Linked DNA regions of Ovis aries: region 1 is linked to region 2. The links are chromatin contacts, called in public Hi-C maps. All regions are on one chromosome and are shown on one strand. The core of a region is the stretch at or near the end of the contact, and the rest is flanking DNA. Distances in the headings are between cores, read along the strand shown.

Region 1 (4,911 bases), core at 1,319-3,818, 290 kb before region 2:
TTTGTTTTGTTTTGTTTTTTAAGTAAAAGTGCATTATAGTGCTTCCCTGGTGGTCCACTGGCTAAGAATCCGCCTTGTAATGCAAGGGACACCAGTTTGATTCCTGGTTCAGGAAGATCCCACATGCCGTGGAGCAACCGACTACTGAGTCCATATCCTAGAGCCTGCAGGCCACAGGCTGCAGCTACTGAAACCCGCGAGCCTACAGCCTGTGCTCCGCAACAAGAGAAGCCACTGCAATGGGAAGCCTGGGCTCCGGCATGAAGAGTAGCCTCTGCTGGCTGCAACTAGAGAAAGCCCGCATGCAGCAACAAAGACCCCCCATGGTCAACAGATTAAAATGAATAAATAAATAAATCTTTTAAAAAAAAGTGTATCATGGACATATATATAGCCCCCTTATACTTCTCACCAGTTCCATTCACTGGTGTTAATTACTGTTCTAACCTGGTGCTATAATTTCCATTCATGCTCTTAACAATTCTTCCATAGTTACTTATCCTTAAGCAGCATACAGCATGAAATGTTTTGCATGCTTCTAAACTTTATATAGGTGGTATCACATTGTACTTGTCCTTTTTCAGGTTACCTCTTTCACTCAGCACTATGTGAGTTTGCTATATGTTCAGTTCAGTTCAGTTCAGTTCAGTCACTCAGTCGTGTCCGACTCTTTGTGACCCCATGAATCGCAGCACGCCAAGCCTCCCTGTCCATCACCAACTCCCGGAGCTCACTTAGACTCATATCCATCGAGTCAGTGATGCCATCCAGCCATGTCATCCTCTGTCGTCCCCTTCTCCTCCTGACCCCAATCCCTCCCAGCATCAGAGTCTTTTCCAATGAGTCAACTCTTCTCATGAGGTGGCCAAAGTACTGGAGTTTCAGCTTTAGCATCATTCCTTCCAAAGAAATCCCAGGGCTGATTTCCTTCAGAATGGACTGGTTGGATCTCCTTGCAGTCCAAGGGACTCTCAAGAGTCTTCTCCAACACCACAGTTCAAAAGCATCAATTCTTTGGCGCTCAGCCTTCTTCACAGTCCAACTCTCACATCCACACATGACCACAGGAAAAACCATAGCCTTGGCTAGACGGACCTTTGTTGGCAAAGCAATGTCTCTGCTTTTGAATATGCTATCTAGGTTGGTCATAACTTTCCTTCCAAGGAGTAAGCGTCTTTTAATTTCATGGCTGCAATCACCATCTGCAGTTATTTTGGAGCCCCAAAAATAAAGTCTGCCACTGTTTCCACTGTTTCTCCATCTATTTCCCATGGAGTGATGGGACCGGATGCCATGATCTTCGTTTTCTGAATGTTGAGCTTTAAGCCAACTTTTTCACTCTCCTCTTTTACTTTCATCAAGAGGCTTTTTAGTTCCTCTTCACTTTCTATATGTAGCTATAGTTTATTAATTTTAACGGGTTTAGCGTATTCGGACTTCACTGGTGGCTCGGACAGTAAAGAATCTTCCTGCAATGCAGGAGACCTAGGTTCAATCCCTGGGTTGGAAAGATCCGTTGGAGAAGGAAACGGCTACCCACTCCAGTATTCTGGCCTGGAAAATTCCAAGGAGCCTGGCAGGCTATAGTTCACGGGGTCACAAAGACCTGGACAAGACTGAGCAACTTTCACTTTCTTCAGAGTATTCAAAAAATGAATAGACTACAATTTATTTTTCCATTACACTGTTAATGGACATTTGCGGGTCATGTGCTGTGTGCTAGATATGGCGAAGCTGTAGCAGTGAATGCACTTCTCAACCTGTGATAAATTATGAATACTGTTTTACAGATAGGGAACGTAAGGCTCAGGCAGGGCAAGCCACTTATCCAGGCGTCACAGCCAGTACACAGCAGAAGGGCACCATCTCCTCCCTTCAGGATCCTCTGGCCCTGACCTTGCATTGTCTCTCCTTCCCCAGGGAACTCACAGCTTCACCCCTGGGGGAGCTGCTTCTGGAGCTTTCCTGAGCGGGGGCTTTTCTGTTTGCTGGAAGCACAGCTGGAGTTGGTTGGGGAGGCCCCTGTCAATGCTCACCGCCTGGGCAGGTCCAGCCCAGGGCAGAACAGCTACACTCACAGGGCTGGCCCCTGGCCGCGAGGGCAGCTGACAGGACACAGAATCAGGCCTGCTCCTGCTCTGGGGCTCTAGGTTTTCGGGAAGCAGGACCCTATCTTCTCAGTTTCCGCAGAGCTCCTCATACAGTGCTTGGAGAATTTACGCCCTCTGTTCCCTCAGAGCTTCGTAGACGTCTGGACTTGCTGTCAGGAAACGTAGGCTGTGGTTTGCTCCTACATCTTACCTGCGTAACGTGATGCAGAAAAGTCACTTAGGCCTCCTCCGAGGTGGGATTATAGCCTCGGGGGTGCTGTGCCCATTCACGGAGGCACCATTTTGCTTTTTAAATGCCTGGGCGCTGTCCTAACAAGGCCTGGGGAACGACTGCCACAGGAAAGGTTCAGGGAGAAGGGGTCCTGGCGCTTAGCTCTCCGACTGAAGGGCCAAAGGGCCAGGCCGATGGAGAGTGTCATTTCTCACAGCGGGCAGCAGGGGGCGCGCGCAGACCGTGTGATGTGGGCACCGCCTCCGCTGGCTGCAGGCTGCAATCGCATCCGCCGGGTCTCGGAGCAAGGAAGAAGAGGTCTTTCACCTGGGAGCTTAGTTAGGGGTTAGGATCAGCTTGGTCTACAGACCCCTCAGAAACTCCGGGAAATGAAGCCCGAGTCGGAAGGTGGTACGCAGCGCTGTGCTCCGAGGGCACTAGAGGGGCAAGGAGGGACGTTGTGTCCGGTGTCTAAGATCACTGCTTTCCAGCTGGTGAAGTCAACGCTTCCTAACTGTGGGGTAGAGACAGGCATGACCCGCTGGTTCAACTGGCTGGAAGAAAATAGCCAGTTGCAGGATATCCCCAACTGTCAAAACAAAAAAAGACTACAATTCTCGTCTGGCTACCTTCCCAACCTTGGGGCGGAAGGGAGGGAAGGGACCGAGCGGGAGCAGGCAGGGAGGTTTCGAGGAAAGTTACACCTAGGAGATGTCAGTGTGTTGGTGGGACCCGTCTTCCTGCCAGAGCATAATCCTTGCCAGCCTCAAATGTGCTTCCAGTCAAGACCCTTCTGTCCTGACAAGATGGTCCATAGACTTATTTTTCTTTTCGAATTCCGAAGCTAATATATACATTTTGTGTAAAAACTAAACAATACCAAAATTATTATTAAGAAAATGAAAGCTTCTCTATAACCTCCTAACAAAATAACCACCATTTTTTCAGGTTTACTTCTGTCCCATACATATACTAACATTTATTATAACAATTTTTACAAAAAATCATTGCATCAAAGTATTTTAAACTATTTTAAACTTGCTTTATTCCTCATTTAATATATATTGGACACGTCTCTGTGTCGGTATATATACCTCCACCAAATTTTTCACAAACGGTTGCACAGCATGCAAACGGTTGAGCCAGTCCACCACTGATGGGCTTTAAGATTTTTTTCTCTTTCCCCTCATGACAAACATCCTCCTAGGTGCTGTGCTCCCTGCAAGCACTTTTAAGGAGAGATTCTTGTGTAACTCCTGGGATGAGAGAGAGGTTCATTTGAAATGGCTGATGTGGCTGCATTGCCCTCCACAGGCTGCACTGTCTGGTCAGTATGTCCACCCATGGTGAGGGCAGCTTCCTGGTGGTTTTAGCCACAACTTCTCTTGAGGTGAGGTCTTAACCTCCTGAATCTTGGAACTGGTAGTTGCCTGATCATTTCTAGAGGTTCCAGCAGCTCACTAAGGACCTCAGGAGAGGGTGAAAAGGAAGCCTGTTTAGTTCAGAGGTGTCAACAGCCAGAGAAGGGACTTCATAAGCTTTCCAAGAACAGGGGAAGATTACAAAGTGGCCTTACCTCCCAAGGGATCTCGGTGGGGTGGGGAAAGGAGCAGAGGAGCCAGTCAGAGGAGTGAGGAACTGGGTGGGGTTCCCTGGGAGAGAACCTGTGTCACTCCTAAGGAACAAAGGCCCTCATAGGCACAAGTACCTCCCCGACCAGCCCACTAACTTTTTAAGCTCCAGCTGTCTGGAGGTGGGGGCGAGTGTGGGCAGATCCTATTCAGAGCCAAACTGCTCAGTTCTAAGAGAACATACAGCCTGACTTTGAAAGGGAAGAGAGAAGGCTGGGGCCCACCACAGAGGGGTCTTGTGATGGAATCAGATGCTAAATTGGAAGGGGCTCTGAGTTGGAGAAGCCCTAGAGGGCTTCCAGGAGGAAGAGACTGGATGCTTGCTGTGCCTTGATGGTCAGGATTTGAACCCTCCCGGAAACCTGAGCAAAGGCATGTTTTTAGGAATGGCCAGTCTGCTCAGGGAACAGGGAGGAGCAGGGTCTGAGAGTTGCGGAAGGGCAGGAGGGGCTGTAGCTGGGGCTGAGGCAGAAGCCAGGGGGTGAATTCCACAGCTCCCAGAATTTGTTCTGGGGTCCCGGACTGTCCTTCTGGCCTTTAGGTCCCTGGAAGCTCTGGAGTAAGAGTCTGGACATGTCCTCCGGCGCTCCTGGAGGCTTATCAAAGGCTCGCCTCCCAGAGCAGCGGAGAACTCAGACCGAGGGCGGCGGTCGGCGCCGGGCAGCGCGGGCCCCTGGACACAGGAGACGCCGTCCTCTGCCGCATGGCCCGGGCTGCAAGGGGCCCGCCGCTCCCCGGTCTTCACACCTCCACCTTTGCCTCTTTTTCCTTTCCCATCCCCAGCCGGGAGCTCTTGGCCCTCACCCCCACCAGGCAGATGGGGAGGTAGAGGTGCGGGGAGAGAGGAGGGTCGGAGGGACCGGCGCCTGGCTTTCCTCCATTCGCCCTCCGTCTTCCCCTTCCTTGTCCTCCCGACTCCACCCAGGTCCTGCTCTGTCGTCCATGCCCTCCTTTTTCT
Region 2 (5,452 bases), core at 526-3,025:
GCCTCGAAGAACTAGGTCTCTGTAAGGTCTGTGGGATATACGCAGCCCCTTGAACCTTGGATCCCTGGGATCAAACTGGGCCTTGGAAGGGCAGGACCTGACAGGAAAGGACTCCGCAGCAGCTGGACCAAGACCTGAACCAGAGTATGGACCAGACAGATTCCCGCGGCCCCAAGAGGAGGCACCAGGTCTCGAAAGTAGGACCCAGGGCTCTCTCTTCCCTTGCCCTGGGGTTGGGGACGGGGGACATGGGCCTGTGGGCTAAGAGACCACTAGACAGCTTGCAGGCTGGTCAGCTGAGGAATTATCTGAGCCCCTGGAATCAGCTGGGGGTAGGCCTGAGAGGTGGATCCCTCAAAGGAGAAAGGAGGCTTCCTTTTCCCTTCCTTCCTTTTCCCAACCGCTTCCTGAAAGTCAAAGTTCAGGACTCTCTCAGCTCACCCTAGGGGCAGTTAGAGCTGTGAGGCTGGGTGAAATGGGAGACAGAGGGGAGGGGAGGGGAGTCTTGCTGGAGTGGGATAATTTGGGGTGGGAGTGGGGAGGTGGGCCTTACTTCAAGTCTGAGGGAATGTCCAGCATTTAGCCCTGCCTCCCAGCACTGCAGGCAGAAGACCTTGGGGCTGGGGCAGAGAAGCAACAACAGCTCAGTCTCTCCTCTGTCCAGCTACCCTCTAACCCCATCTTCAGTGACCCCAGAGGCTCACAGTGAATCCTCAGCTAACGGCCCCGCAAGCTGCCTGGTGTCCTCAGGCCCACCTCCCTCGCCGCTACCCCATCACTGTGTGATGCTGTGGGGATCCCGCCTGGTGACTGGCAGTACTTTCACCCCCATCCCTGCCACCGCACAGGACCCCGATGGGTCCTGTGGTGAGGGCGCAAGGCTGGGCACTGGGAGCAGGAATTACTGCACACACGTCTGCACAGGAGGCTGTGCTCTGCAGGGAGAGGCTGGGTGAGAGGAGGCTGGAGGCAGCAACCCCAAGCCCAGCTCTGAGGTGAGACCCCAGGGAGAGCTGGTGGTACCCTGCCCCAGGAGTGGTCCTGAGGCCAGGTAGAAACAGCTGCTCACATCTAGCCTTGGCCAGCGGACTCAGGCACCAGCCTGTATTTTATTCAGGGGACGAAGGAGAGGAATTGGGGGTGGGAAGGGAGCTTCTGATCAACCCAACCCCCTCTGGTCATGCTCTAGGAGAGGTGGGTGCTGGGCTCCCTGGGGTGCGCCTGGACTATCCCCCTCCCCCGCTCCCACAGGCCAGCTGCTGGCCTCCAGCTCAGGCGTATTAAACACAAAACCGAAAAACTACCAGCTCATTCAGGCCACAGACAAAGAGACCTTGTTTGTCTTTAGGCTAATCTGAGGCCCGCACGGCCAGCAGCTGAGCTCCAGGCACGTGCAGGCATGTACTGTGTGTGTGTTCGAGTGCGCTCGTGTGTGTGGTAGCCAAGGACAGGCCATGCACTCTGAGAACACACATGGCTGCCCCTGAGGTGGCAGGAAGGCCTCCCCGCCCCAGGGGTGCAGGCCCTGGGGAGGCTGAGTCCAGCCCAAGAAGCAAGGCCTGGGAAATCCCTATGGTCCGAGCACAGGGATCACTACAGAGGCCAAGAGGAACCACCGGCGAGAGTGATCCCGGCTCTTTCTGCCTCCCCAGCTCCCTGGGGGCCCCTGAGAGTCCAGAAAAGCACAGGCAGAGAGAAAGGTCTAGGGTTTCCAAGGCTCTTAAACCCCCGGCTCCAAGCTGAGAGAGGACATGTCAGGCGCGGGAGTGTGTTGCCACCTTGTGGGGACATGTGGTACTTCTCCCTAAGTCTTGGTCAACCAGCTTCCTGGGGAGAGAGACAGCCCCACCCGACATCATACATTTTGCTGGTGCCGACTGCCCTTACATTCCCTTGGGAGCGAGAGGCCAGGAGAGGAGATCTGTCCCACACTCACCAGACAGAAGTAGCCTAGGCTGGCCCAGCCCCACCCACAGAGGCCAATCTGAGAACTGCAGATGCAGCCTGACCACATTTGAAGCACCTTGGAGAAAAGTTTGCAGGAAAGAATCTTAAAGCTCATCTGTTCTAAGGAAACTGAAGCCCAGAGACAAGTCCCTGCCCAGGGCCCACAGCATCTCTATCACAGAGGGAAGCAAGACGGAGGATTCCACTCCAAGCCTCAAGCATTTTCCTGCCTCATGGCTCCCACGGTAAAGCGTCTGCCTGCAGTGCAGGAGACCCGGGTTCGATTCCTGGGTTGGGAAGGTCCCCTGGAGAAGGAAATGGCAATCCACTCCAGCACTCTTGCCTGGAAAATCCCATGGATGGAGCAGCCTGATAGGCTACAGTCCATGGGGTCGCAAAGAGTCGGATGTGATTGAGCGACTTCACTGGTGAATCCAGGACAAGCTGTCCAGACAGAACCCCAGCCCAGGAGGCAGGGGTTACAGGGGCTGCAGTGAGGGGCTCTCGCCATAGGTCAGGCAAGGGAACGGGCGTCTGAGCCACACGGAGATGAGGCTACAGCATGCTCTGGATCTTGATTCTGTTACTGCTAGTTGCTCAATTTGTGTCTGACTCTTTGTGACCCCATGGACTGTAGCCTGGCCAGGCTCCTCTGTCCATAGAATTCTCCAAGCAAGAATACTGGAATGGGTTGCCATTTCCTTCTCCAGGGTGTCTTTCTGACCCAGGGATAGAACCCAGGTGGCTCCTTTACTGGGGACCCATCAGGGACACCCCATCCAGATATTAAAAGGCAATAAATAGTATCAGCTTCTGCAGGCACTTGGTGCAGTGCCAGCACTGTGCTTAGCAGTTACAAACATCAGGTCATTTAATACTCATGATGCCCCTTTGAGGGAGGCACCATTATAATCCACTTTTTTCAGATAGGGAAACTGAAGTAAGAGGAGTAGCCTGCCCCCGGTGGCAGAGCAGGGGTGAGCACAGGGCCTTTGACTCCACTGAGGGCAAAGGCTCCGCTGGGTGAAGAAAAGCGCATGAGTTACTCCCTCCCTCCTAGGGAACCCAGCAGGGCACTGCCAGCTCTAGCTCAGGGCCTGCCTCCACAGGGACCCGTGCTGCCTCTGGTTCCCCAGGAGGCATGGCTTCAGTGCGCCCTCTGCTGTGCACAAGGAGGAACAAAGAGATCTGTCCAGCAATCAGAGGCAGGGCTGAGGCCCGATGGCTGGCAGGAACCATGGTCTCTCTGACCAAATAAGGAACAGGGACAAAGGGTTGGCTGGCTGTAGACCACCACCACTGCAGAGCTCTCAGCCTAGCCCACACCTACTGATCTGCAGGAGGAGCGCACCCTTGGTTTCTCAGGGTTTTTCCCTCTTAGAATCTTGTCTACCTCCCACAAAGGCATGTTGGTCCTATGTCCAACCCTCTGAGGATCAGGTCCGTGGCGCAGATAAATGTTATCAGGAGGGCCCACGACAGGTCCCCTGAAGATCTGGGATCCATCCAGAGCATTGCCATGTGGGTAAAGGGCAGAGTTGGGAATCTGAGAGCCAGGGAAACCACCCTTCCCCAAGGGCGGGGGAGCTCCAAGCCAGGCCCAAAAGGCTGGCTACTCTTTGAATAGGTCAAGGGCGAGGAAAGGGCATAAGACTGGGGTAAGAATAGGCAAAGGCATAATGGAGGCACAGGTATCTGGGCAGGCCACCTAGGACAACTTTGTTTGAACCTGGGTTTGCTACTGAGTGGGGCTCTGTGAGAAGAAGCAGACAGCCCCAAGACGCCCCAGGACATGAGGGCAACACCCCAAGTTTGGATTAACTGCCTCAGGAATACCCCTTGAGTCGAGGAAACCAGGGAGTTAGTCATAGGACCTGTATCAGAAGAGAAAGCAGGTATTAATAAAGGACAATCCACATTTTATTTGTATCTGCCTTTAACATGTACAGAAACTCTCAGGCTCCTTTCCCCCTTCTGGTGGATAGATGGCAGATTCTGGAGGGAGGAAGCATCAGAATGAGGACACAGAGTTCAAGCGAAGGTCTTGCTACCCTGGCAAAGAGCATCCCTATGGGCTGGGACTTTGCTGTCCTCCTATCCCTCCAGGCCATCTGTCAGTTTACATGGGTCCTCCTGTTTGACACTAGCTCATCCCTCCTTCCCCGTGGGCCAGTCATGGGCCGGAGACCCAGCCTCCTTTTCTCAGTGTTTTTAGCTTCCTGTCCTAGTTTTCCCATTCCTAAAATTCTATTTCTAGGGAGAAAGAACACCAACAGCCATAACTCGTCTCTCCCAAGTCCACTCCTACTACAGGTAACTGAAAACTGGGGACTCCAGCCACCCAGGGCCCTCACAGGTGGTTGGATCTGCGGGCAGGGCAGTAAGCATGAGTGCTTATCTGTGTAAGGCAGGGTTGGCAGCGCCACTGTGGCAGCATGTAGGGAGGCACAGGGCTCCTGGGTGTGCCTGTAAGAGGGGGAAGAAAGCCCCTAAAACCAAGGGCATGGTCTTAGTCATCGTAGAAGTCAATATGGGCTCCAGACTTGAACTTGTCATTCTGCAGCAAGCTCAGAAGTTTCTGGGCTGATATCTTGCAATCCACAAGCTCCCCCTTTCTCTTCAGCTCCTGCAGGCTTTTTCGCAAGTCTGGGTCCACAGAGGTCTCCCGGGCTAACTGCTGCATGTCAGTGTCCAGGGGACCTAGGGGATGAAGAGCAGAAGATGAGGGGACATGGCTGAGGCAGGGGCCCCTGATGTATGTGTGGAGTTGGGTGGAGTCAGGTCTGGCCAGAGGCAACACCTCACCTTGGCTGACATGTGGTCAGCATCACCAAAGGCTCCACACTGTCACTATCGAGCTCTAGGCTCATCCAAAGTTCACTGAACACGGTCCCCTTAGACTACCAAATCCACAGATTCACACTACCCCATCATTCCTCCTCAAAGTCCCAGAGTGGAGAGAGACATTCTCCTCCCTGTCGGAGGAGAGTGAAGTGAGCAACCAACTTCTCAGGGCCTCCCGAGCCAGCCTACTCCAGCACCAGGTCAACTCCCATGGCCCTAGGTGGCTCCCTGTCGTTCCCCAAAATTGTACAAACAATAAATGCTGGAGAGGCTGTGGAGAAAAGGGAACGCTCTGCACTGTTGGTGGGAATGTAAATTGATACAGCCACTATGGAAGACGGTGTGGAGATTCCTTAAAAAACTAGGAATAAAACCACCATATGACCCAGCAATCCCACTCCTAGCTTGGTTTCCTACCCTGAGGAAACCAAAATTGAAAAAGACACATGCATCCCATTGTTCATTGCAGCACTATTTACAATAGCTAGAATACTGAAGCAACCTAGGTGTCCATCAACAGATGAACGGATAAAGAAGTTGTGGTACATATACACAGTGGAATATTACTCAGCCATAAAAAGGGATGCATCTGAGTCAATTCTAATGAGGTGGATGAACCTAGAGCCTATCATACAGAGTGAAGTAAGTCAGAAAGAGAAAG

What was found. Hi-C and Micro-C count contacts between places; a contact is called where the count stands out from the background.
Region 1: a Hi-C map of hypothalamus shows a contact between it and region 2, with 5 times the contacts expected there. The contact joins two enhancer-like sites. A contact is called at or near these places in 7 of 16 Hi-C or Micro-C datasets (hypothalamus, liver, muscle and 3 more).

The regions. Positions count from the first base shown.
Region 1 is chr3:95,198,603-95,203,513 of ARS-UI_Ramb_v3.0, reverse strand. No RefSeq gene overlaps it. Among named protein-coding and RNA genes, the nearest start is that of NOTO, 27 kb to the left of the region's middle. Within about 2 kb of position 2,568, at least 2 of the 54 cell types and tissues checked have an H3K27ac peak or open chromatin away from gene starts, as enhancers often do. A contact at or near this core is called in hypothalamus, where this site is marked.
Region 2 is chr3:94,910,999-94,916,450 of ARS-UI_Ramb_v3.0, reverse strand. It overlaps SPR (sepiapterin reductase), which reads right to left. Exons shown (of 3, transcript XM_004006069.5): 3 at 3,850-4,647. The coding sequence ends at 4,457. Among named protein-coding and RNA genes, the nearest start is that of SPR, 7.1 kb to the right of the region's middle. Within about 2 kb of position 1,775, at least 10 of the 54 cell types and tissues checked have an H3K27ac peak or open chromatin away from gene starts, as enhancers often do. A contact at or near this core is called in hypothalamus, where this site is marked.